Regions from separate parts of the Arabidopsis thaliana genome. Here region 1 is linked to region 2. A link is a contact called in public capture Hi-C data. All regions are on one chromosome and are shown on one strand. The core of a region is the stretch at or near the end of the contact, and the rest is flanking DNA. Distances in the headings are between cores, read along the strand shown. Region 1 holds the start of FIB (fibrillin). Region 2 holds the start of PFA-DSP4 (Phosphotyrosine protein phosphatases superfamily protein).

Region 1 (5,699 bases), core at 2,401-4,900, 44 kb before region 2:
TATATAGGTTCTAGCGAAATCATGTATGGCACATTGCAATTATGATCTATTTAAAATTTAGTATGTCCTTTGAGAGAATGTTAAAACAAAAATCGATATCAGTGGTTTTCATTTTTTTCTCTTTCTATTTTTTAGTTGGGACAGATGATGTCAACTATTACATATTGATCACTTTTTCCACATTACCAAAAACTTTAAAGTTTAGATATCTCATCTTCAACAACAACAACTAAACTAAAGTAGACATGAAGATGGTCTACATCACATCATAATCAAATTAATCACCCCTATATTTCTAAAACACGACACAAATACATGCATTTAGTACTCCTTTCTTCAAAAAAAAAAAAAAAAAACAGTTATCTTCAATCAGACCTAATGTTCTCTATTATATTCCTACTTTTGATTTGACATATATTTTTCAGAAACTACAACATCTTTTTTTTCCAATAAGCCTTAATTATATATTAGTTAAGTGATAGTGGTCGATTTATCATTGTTTCAATGACTTGAAATAATGAATCAAATTTCACTGAACACACTCTTTTCTTTGATCTTGTAGAAAATTTATCAATTCGAAAAATTAAATGAAAGTTCAATCTAACCTTATATATCTAAGTGTACGACTTTGTATTGCATTATGAACACAAATCGTAGATACTAGATAATGATTTTGAAGAATATAAATAAATAAATATTAGTTTACACAAATGAATAACGTTGGAAACTTGTTGCGAGACTAAAATTTAAAAATATATCGTTTATTGAGGTTTTAATTATATTATGATCAAGACATAATCATGATGAACAAGCCCCACATTTTCAATTTACACATAAATGTTTTAATTAGAACTCTTTTCTATTTGCGTTTACAAACATCTAAAATCCTCAAAACCTGATTATAATGTGACTTAACTTTCAACATGAAACTCATAAACAGAGCAGAAGAAAAAGCAGAGAAGCATAACAAACAATCACAACACCAAACAAAAGAAGCAAGAGTCTGCAGAGCTTTGTGTTGCAGCAACAAAGCAAGACTCAGCATTTCTTCTTCTTCCTCGGTGGAAGCAGACAAGAGTTCAAGATTTTCAGACCATCACGGTTCGCTCTCTAGTCTAGCACACTACATGGTTCAGGAGAAGCTAGAGCAGATGATCAGAGAGACACAAGAAGCCACACATCAAGAGAAGATAAGACAACAAAAGATGAGAAGAAGAAGAAGAAGAAGTGAGGGTAGTATCAGTAGCACTAAGTTCATTGTCATGATGGCGATGGAGAAATGTTCTTTTGATCCAAGAAAGGATTTTAGAGACTCTATGGTTGAGATGATTGTAGCAAACAAGATCAAAGAAGCAGATGAACTTAGAAGCCTCTTGGAGTACTATCTATCGATGAATCCTCGCGAATATCGGTCTGCCATTCTCGAGATCTTTTACGAGGTTTGTGCTGATTTGTTTCGTAGCTAAGAGTGAACAAAGATCAGTTGTTTCTTTCAAATGTTTGTGTAAGATACCTGGTTTGTAACAAACCGGTTTTCTAAGTAATAAATAGATTTACCACCATTCATAAACCAAAAATAACTGAAATTAAAATTACAGAACTAGATACAAATTTTGGTTTCAATTTGGTATCCCCTTTGTAAACTCAAACCAGACCAAAATGCTGACAACCTGATCCAATCCGAGTCAAAAGTTCGAACTGAAACTAAACCGGAAAACCGAATGCCATACAGAATGCAAACCCTCCTAGTATACCAAATTTGAACCAATGCTAAGTGTTGCTGTTGCAAACCCATAACTGGCCTGTTCAAGTATGTAGTTATGTATATGTATTGTAGTACAGTATACCAAGAGTAACATCCATTATAAGTTTATAACTCTCCAACAGGTAAAGAAGCTATATAACAGTTACAACACTAGTAAACATAGACAGATGGGTCTATACTTGTATATATGTTACTATGGATGTGATGAGAGTTATGATGATTTAAGGGTTTAAGAGAGAGCTTCCTTCTTTGATGAGCACATAGACGCTTCCACCATCGCCTCTCGAGATCCGAAGGTCCTTGTCGAGATAAGTTGTGAGCAGCCACGACTGCGTGTTGTCACTAGGCAGAGAAAACTTCAATGGTGGTTGGTTTGAAATGGTTCTAGCCACTGAAGAAGCAGTGTCTTGGACTGATGTAAGTAAACCTTTAATGGGATTGAGATCGATTTTCTGACCAAGAACCTCCACGGATTCCGGTATTTCAATCGAATCCGTTAGCTGAGGAGTCCCTATAACACCTTGCTCGAACTTAATCTACAACAAACAAAACAAAAAAAACAATTAGGTTATGTAACATTAGCATTTGCCATTTGTGGTTTTAGGGGATGATTCTTGATTTACCTGGACACGTTTAGGACTTCGGATTTCAAACTTAGCGTTGGTGCTAAACGACGTTGTGGAAAACGGACCAGCGAACCGGACAGAGTTTTGAACGGTGAAGCTATCGGAATCAATGGTTTGTGAGATCTCATCCACTTTAACCAACGGTTCAATTCTTCGTGAGAGCAATGGGAACAACCCCACGAACGACGTGTAGCTTCACGAGATAAACACTTAAAAACTAAGTTCTTGATTCATAACAATAACGGCTAAAAATAAACGAAGGCTCATAACTACACACAGAATCATAATCCAAATTCATAATTAAATCTTCTTTGTAACCACAACTTGCTTTTCACTATCAAAATCAAATCATTCATAACGGAACTAAACAGTTTTCACCGGGAAATTAAACTTCCACCGGTAAGTTTAAAGTATCATTAACTTAATTGGTAAAGATCCTAGACGAAGCTTAGAGATCACCGGTTTGAGTAATGTTTGGGACAAAACTAATATTACATGCCGTGCCTAGGAGAGTATCAGAACTAAAAGTACTTACGCGAGGATCCATTTGCCGTTGAGGAGAAACAGAGCTTCGTTAGGAGCTGGAGTAGGGTTCTTAGACTCGAGCTGTGTGATGAGCTCGCTGATCTCAGCTCTCGTATCACTCGATACGCTTAAACCTCGATCTGTTCCGTACAACGAATCCGCTAGTGATCTCTTTAGCCTCTCCGTCTCCTCCACGGATTCGATTGCTTTATCTGCTACCGATACGGTTGAAGATGAGGCAAATACTCTCTCCACTCCATCTTGACCCCATTCGTCGTCGATGTCCGTCGCTCGGATTTTGAAATCTGGCCGATGAACAGAGACTCCAATCTCCGATCGCCGATTTATTGAGTTAATCGGTAGTAGGATCGGAGATTTCGATTGGTGTTTAGTGTTTGATGAGCTTGGATTTAGGGTTTTGCAGGGAAACTGGGTGAACAATGGTACCGTCGCCATTTTTGTGTTTGTTCTTCAGAGAAACCTCACGAATTAGGATTTTATAACCGTTGAGCTGGACTGTAAATGACGTATATACCCTTATCTGGTACACTTTCTTATGAACATATAAGTCAAGATCCAAGGGATAGAATAGGTATTTGGAATAGAACAAATGAGGTAAGCTAAGGTGGGATTTTGACACGTGGATGGTTAAAGATCATTGTTTTAAGAATCGACCTGGACTCGTGTGAAGTTGCCGACTTTATGAAAAATTCATAAAATTTGTGGAAGATTTTATTTTCTTCAATAGGGAAACAATTTGGTTTAATTTGGTTTTTGTCCCATTATTTGTGTGGGGGAGAATTTGTTTGGGTTTTCTACGAGAGTTAGGCCATGCAATGCAAATGGCATGATGGATCTAGAATCTTCGGACGTGTACTATACTTTTTGGCCGGTTTTGGTGATCTTCGATCTTCAGTTTTCTGAACGGTGAAGATTCTCTCCAATGCAAAATATCTAAACGGCGATTAATCAACAGTGTAATAAGTAGTTGGACTAAATGGGCCTGGATAGTATATTTAATGGGCCTTTATTAACAAAGAAGACCCATTAAAAATTTAAAATGAATACAATAGTTTTGTATCCAATAGACCAATAGGTCCAAAACGTTCTTAAAGGGAGAAAAATTAGCTGGTAAAATAATAGTACCGGTGTTTGTTCAAAAAAAATAATAATAATAATACTGGGCAGGTGTAGATATTCGGGTACTCATATCTGTTCGGTTCTTTTTTTTTTTGAGTATCGGATCTATTTAGGTATGAAGTTAAAAACCATTCATGTATTCTAAAATTTTGGTTCGGTTTTGGTTTGAGTTTGGATCGATTTAGTTATTTTAGTAAGAATTGAAAAATAATCAAAAATACTCAAAATATTTTTGGGTTCAGGTCGAGTTCGAGTTTTTTACTCATCTATACCTAAATCTAACCGAGATGCCTGATTAGTTTATCCAAAAATATATTAGTTATATTTTACCAAAATATAACCAAATGTAACCAAAATACTTAAATTACTTAGAAAACTATAGGGTGAGTTAAAAATATATACATGGATAAACAGAATATTAAGAATTTATACATAAAAATATGTTATTTACGTAAATAGGAAAGAGAAATAAAATATAAACCAAAAAATATCCTTCCGGTTTAGATTAATTACAAAAATGCCATTGATTCAAAATACTTTAATATTTAATTGGGAGATTTGCAAAACTGCCCTTATTCTAATAACCTTTTGTAAAAATGTCCTTTCCTGAAGGCCATTTTTAAAACTACCCTTTCTAATATGGCAAATGACTGTCTTACCCTTACTGAATGATTAGGTTTCACATTCGTTTCACAATACAATTCGTTTTGGCACAAACTTCTTCGTTTTGGCCAACGAATTTTCCTATCCGATTTCACTCAAAATCGCCGGCGAATTTCCTCTCCGATTTCACTCAAAATTGCCGACGAATTTCCTCTCCGATTTCACTCAAAATCGCCAACGAATTTCCTCTCCGATTTCACTCAAAATCGCCGACAAATTTTCTCTCCGAGAAACCCCAAAATCGCTGACGAATTTCCTCTCCGATAAATCTGTTCTTCGCTGACGGATTCAGATCATTTCTCTACGACGCAAACAATCCCCAGAGATATCGATAGATCCGACGGTAACCGTTTTTATAATCGATTTTATAGTCGATTTTATAGTAGATCTGACGATGTTTCATAACATGTTTTGCAGATGGATTCAGAGAGTGAAATCCTTACATTGCCTGAACAGATCTACAGAGAAGGTGAGGAATCTATTGCACTGGGAACCGTTCAACAATACTTGGATTGGAATTTAGTTAGTAAAGTAGAGGAAGCTTTAGGCGAGTGTTTATTTCAGAAGATTAGAAGTTCGTTTCTTGGTCTTCTAGTTGAATTGGGACCAAAAATGAAGGCTAAGAAGGGAATCAGATTTTCTGGGAAAATCTTTCACTATCTCATGCAGCAGAGAGTGAAAACAAAAGGATCAACTCTTTGGTTTAGAGTTGATTCTCAACCTATCTGTTTCTCCTTGAGAGAGTTCTATCTCACAACAGGTAATAAAGTTTTACAATCGTTTTTAAAGCTTAATTAACTGTCGTAGAATGATTTACAAGGCATTTGCATAACTGTTTGCGTAGTTTACAATCATTTTTAAAACATAAGTAAGTGTTATAGATAATTTACAAGGGATTTTAAAAGCTTTTAAAAGGGGTTTACTTCATTAACAATTATTTAAGAAGCATAAGTTAGTGGCAGATAATGATTTACAAGGGA
Region 2 (5,147 bases), core at 358-2,857:
AATCTCCCATTTTCATCTAGCTTCAAAACTACAAGTTGCATTCAACACAAAGTTATACATTTTTTTCTTCAGTAATCAATAGTATTAGTATACCTCTTGGAGCATGAGAAGGAAAGTGGTGTATGCTTTAGATTGGAGATGTCAAAGAGCTCCATGAATCTCTGGTCTGAGATTCTAGCTTTCGCAGCTGCGAATCTTTGGTACTCGTCGAAGATAGAAGACAAACACCATCTTTGAATCTTCCTCACACAACCTACAAGACATCCCGTCCGATGCTGCAACGGATAGAGAGACAAGATATAAGGATTACTTCGATCATATCGTGACTAGGGTTAAGCAGATGAGAGATGTCTCAGTTTACCTTTCCACTTTTGCAATGAATCAAGACAGGATGATTCTCTGTATCTGGTTAATAAGGCAAGATAAGAGTCAAGGATTAGATGGTTTTGAATCTTTTGATAATCTAAACAATTACATTTCTCGATGAAAATAGGTTATAGAGAGACAAGAGAGGGTACCTAGAAGTACTTGTAAGGCTTCTCGGATTACCTCGTCAGGGATATTAACAAATGGTTCCTTAAAACACAAAGAGAACAATCAACTTATCAGTCCACAAGCACAGAATATGTTACATTCATCATCTTTGCATAGCTCTATCTAATCAAATGCTAAACAAGAAGATTAAACACAAGTTTTTACAGAAGCAACAACCTAGAATAAGCTTATGAAGTTATGATCCATTCTTATGAGATTCAGACTCATCATTCCACCAATATGAGATATTGAAACAATCATAGATAACCACAGACTATGAAACTAAGAAGAGGTGATTCAAAGCTTCAAAAACATCGATAACGAGAGTAAGAAAAAGTAAATAATTAGTATCACCACCAATCTCACCTTGCATCTTTCAATTCCAAATTGAAAAACTTGGATCCCATTTGATTTTGCAAACTCTCTATTCACCTCTGGATATGCCTCAGGACACAAATATCTATAGATCACAATACACATTCAAAACAATAATCATAGATTAGAGACTAATTCTTTTGACCATTTCACATTTCACTATAACAGAAACATTCTATAAAACCCTAGCTATAATTATATCTCCATATCAACTAAATCAGCGACTATTTGCGATACAGGACGACGAAGCTGACCTAATTAAGGACTAAGAGAATGAGATTAAGAGAAATTACATGATGGATTTGAGACGCAAAGACTGGAGAAAGCTGAAACTGACGGGTTCAGGAAAACCAGAACGGAAAATTCCATTATCGACCATAGCGAAGTTAAGAGGTGGCACGAAAAGCTCACCGCCGCCTCTCTCCTCCATCGAGTTCTCCGATTGTGGTACCGTGTGAACATCGCCGGCGTAACTCTCTAACGTCATGATTGTATTGAGCGCCAAAAAGGGAAAGGAAGAGAGCTTTCGATGAGAAAATGTCGAGAAAAATTGAGAAGAAGATTCAGAAGTTTTGGGGAATATTAAAAGGTATCCAGAAGAATATTCTTCTCTCCACTATTTTACTAAGATCAGACCCGTGTTACAGCACGGAGGAATATATGTGTTTCTGTATGATGTATGATGTGTATTAGAACGTGCTTAGATAGTTTTAAAACGTAACATATTTAGGGGTTAACTTAAGTAATGAGATTAATTATTAGAATATTTTCTAAAATATTGGAATTAAATTGTTTTTTTTGTTTAAAATATTTTTTTCATGTGTTAAAAATAAAATAAATACAAAATATTCTTTAAAAAAATTTCTAGCGATTTTACAAAAGTCTATCATTTAGTTATACCAGATTTATTCTTATTCAGTAGAATTTTTTAAATACGACAGATTTTTTATATCATACTTTTTTGGTTGACAGATTTCTTAGAAGATAGTGATAACAAATTTATAAATTATCTACATATACAATTTTGGGAAAGATTTGTGTCGAAAAATTCTTTTTCAATTTCGATATTGTATGTTTAGTCCCTATAAAATCAATCAGACAAGATTGTCTGCGTTAGGACAATGACCAAATTTTTGATGAACTATTCACGTTTTGCACTAATTAATTACCTAAACAAAAATATTATTTTGCACTACCCTCATAAATTGCACACATTAATCCCTTAAATCTCTACTAATTCAATATTACACGAAATAATATTTCTTAAAAATCCGAACAACCAAATAACTAACCATATCTTTACTTACTTCATTCCAAAATCTCTAAATATTTACTACACTCTTACCAAATATTCGTATTTCGATATCACATTTCTATAAGTTAAACGATTATTAATCATGCATTAATTCCATAAACCTTAAAAGAACCCTCTATTTATCATATAATCTTACATATGGTATAGTCAATATATTTTTACACATTCTACAAATCATCATCAATTCAAAATTCCAATATATCACCTCGCAAATTAAATTTCGCCAACTATAATATTATTCAAATTGTTATTGATTATTGCCTTCCAAAAAATTTATCCGATCGAATCATATATTCTCTCCACTCCTCATTCATAGCAATTATGTATCCTGATTTACGTATATCACCTTAACTACAAAATCTTTTACTATTTGCTTGCCAGTCAAGATATAATCTAAATCCCGCAATATTCCATCTTATAAACCACCCAAATCTTTCTGTTTTACATGTACAAGCGTAAAAATAAGGGTAAATACATTTACCATATCTCGACAGTTTGATTCAGAATCAAATCAAAATCTAAATACGGCATTTTGATTATTATTTTGCACTTATGATACTCAAGCATATTCCTATTCTAAACCATTCAGAATCATTCTGTTTTCAAAGAAATTACGATTGGGACTATGTAGAGGATAAAATATGATTTGATTCAAAATCTGCCAGATTTAACATTCATTTGTTTTAATATGTTTTTGGTATCACATATATTCTCCTATATTTTTCTTAATTAATTCCAACAACAATAGGCAATCTTAGTCAATCTTTAATAAACGTAATTAATTCTTTTGCTAATCACAATTTATGATTTCCTTAACGTCTTGCCATCTTAATCGTCTCTATCAAAATTATTTCCTAAAATCTCTCCATATTAACTCCACGATTTCTTCCAAACAAATCATATCCATTTTTGAAATTCATACATTGCAATATATCCCTACAAAACAGATTTTAAGAAACTAACTAATGTTTCTTCTCCATAAAAATCAATTCCGTTTTTTACTAAAATCAAGTAATAACTCACCAATTCGGATTTCATATTTTATCCTCTACATAATCTACACAAAAACCATTTAAAGAAACATAATAATGCCGCATAAAAAATTAAAAACGCATAACAATAGTATATTCCTCAAAATCTATCGAATTCATAGATTTTCTTCCAAATATCTTGCTTCAGGGAATATTTTCTATTTAATAGATGCGGGTTAGTAACCTATTAGTTGTCCCTATAAATACTATGCACCACCACGCCATTTACCATCACCCAACACAAAGGTATGAAATATTTTAGCGTTTACAGACACCTTATTTCTTTTAGTTTTCGTTTTGATTATTTGTTTCATTCTCTAGCTAAAACTCGAAATATTTTTCTATTTTTTTAGTTTTTCCAATTATTGTTAGAAATAAATGCTGATTTCTGCCACGTCTAAAGTTTGTGTTGTTTGGATTTTGGCAGAAGAGGAGAACATATATGATCGTGACCTGGCTAATCAAAAGATTCAGAAATATGGCTTCTGTCTTACTAAAAGCAATAGACACAGTAAAAAAGATATCATCTATCCGACTATTTTCACAGATGTCTTAGATGTGAAAAAATTCATGTTTGGATTCTTAAAGATATTTTGTTGAGAACCAATAATAATCATATTGATCTTACATTTATTGATTGTGAAATTAAATTTACAGAAAATACTAATATAATATCAAAAGTAAATAGATATAAAAAATAATATGATAAATTCAAAATATAACTTGATTATTTATATTAACAATCAAATTACAGTTATACAATTTTAAAGTACTAAAAATAAACAATATTAACAAAACTAATACAACTTAAAATTTTCATTTTTTAGTTATAAAGTATCCTTCCAAAATGTATAATATATTTAAATTAAAAAATATATTAACATATATTTATAAAACATGCTAAAAACAAAATAAAAAAACTATTGAATACAATTATAAACCCGTAGTGTACCACATGTCAATTATAAGAATGATCATAAATTCTTACATAAATTTTGTAAGAATGATCATAAATTGTGTTCATTTTGGAAGAGATGGTTTCAGTTTAACTAAGTAATAAAAATCAAGTTTTATTACATAAAAGGTAAAATTATAACACATGTAAGTAAATGAACAATACAAGCCTAAATTATAATTTCATGTATAGTATCACGTGTTTAAAATTACAGTCAATGATAATCTACAGTTACAATCCAAAAATTAAATTTCATACCAATTGAATCATATGGGTTTACATGTAATAAACTAATATTGTTATTTACAAAAGAATTCATGCTTATAATCATGTAATCATAAAATTAGTACAAACACACGATGTATATAAATTGAATATTTACAAAACCAGACCGAAACATACAAATATAATCGCCCATGTCAATAGATATAAATATATAGTTGAAAATGCAAACTAACTATAATGATTTAACTGTCAATTATATTACAATAAAACCATCATATTACGATTAAACGCAAATACTCAACCCGCGGTGTACCGCGGGTCCGTATCCAGTAACATATTTAATTTGATGGACAAATTTTTAGTTTTTTCAACCACAAACTTTCATATAATTTGACAGACTTATTTTTTTGTCGATGTTTTTTTTACGGTAAGTGATAGCAGATTTATAATTTTGTTAAACAAATCTATCAAATTGTAATAGATTTGTTGTCAAAAAAATAATTACTAGAATGACGTCTAACGATAACCGATTTTTTTAATGTTAGCAGATTTAATTTGATTGACAGATTTGTTTTCTAAAATATAAAGTTTTGTGTAACGACAGAGTTATTTAATGTTATGACAGATAAATTTATATTACCATAAATCTGTCGTTTGATGGCAAATTTAATAAAGAAGAAAAGAAATTGCTTGAATGATCGTAAATATCATT

Evidence for each region. Capture Hi-C pulls out chosen DNA fragments and counts their contacts.
Region 1: a contact with region 2 is called in a capture Hi-C map of seedling, with 3 times the contacts expected there. The contact joins the promoter of FIB here to the promoter of PFA-DSP4 in region 2. A contact is called at or near these places in 6 of 26 Hi-C or Micro-C datasets (callus, seedling, shoot and 1 more), 2 of 2 datasets of contacts at active chromatin or transcription factors (seedling and shoot) and 1 of 3 other capture datasets (seedling).

Annotation. Positions count from the first base shown.
Region 1 is chr4:1,929,834-1,935,532 of TAIR10.1, reverse strand. FIB (fibrillin) reads right to left here and starts at 3,650. Exons shown (of 3, transcript NM_116640.5): 1 at 2,927-3,650; 2 at 2,389-2,584; 3 at 1,583-2,301. The coding sequence starts at 3,372. The coding sequence ends at 1,987. AT4G04025 (transcription repressor) reads left to right here and starts at 898. Exons shown (of 2, transcript NM_001340472.1): 1 at 898-1,439; 2 at 1,510-1,524. The coding sequence starts at 924. The coding sequence ends at 1,524. It also overlaps the pseudogene AT4G04010.
Region 2 is chr4:1,883,922-1,889,068 of TAIR10.1, reverse strand. PFA-DSP4 (Phosphotyrosine protein phosphatases superfamily protein) reads right to left here and starts at 1,607. Exons shown (of 5, transcript NM_116634.4): 1 at 1,203-1,607; 2 at 901-994; 3 at 519-576; 4 at 362-405; 5 at 1-275. The coding sequence starts at 1,396. The coding sequence ends at 69.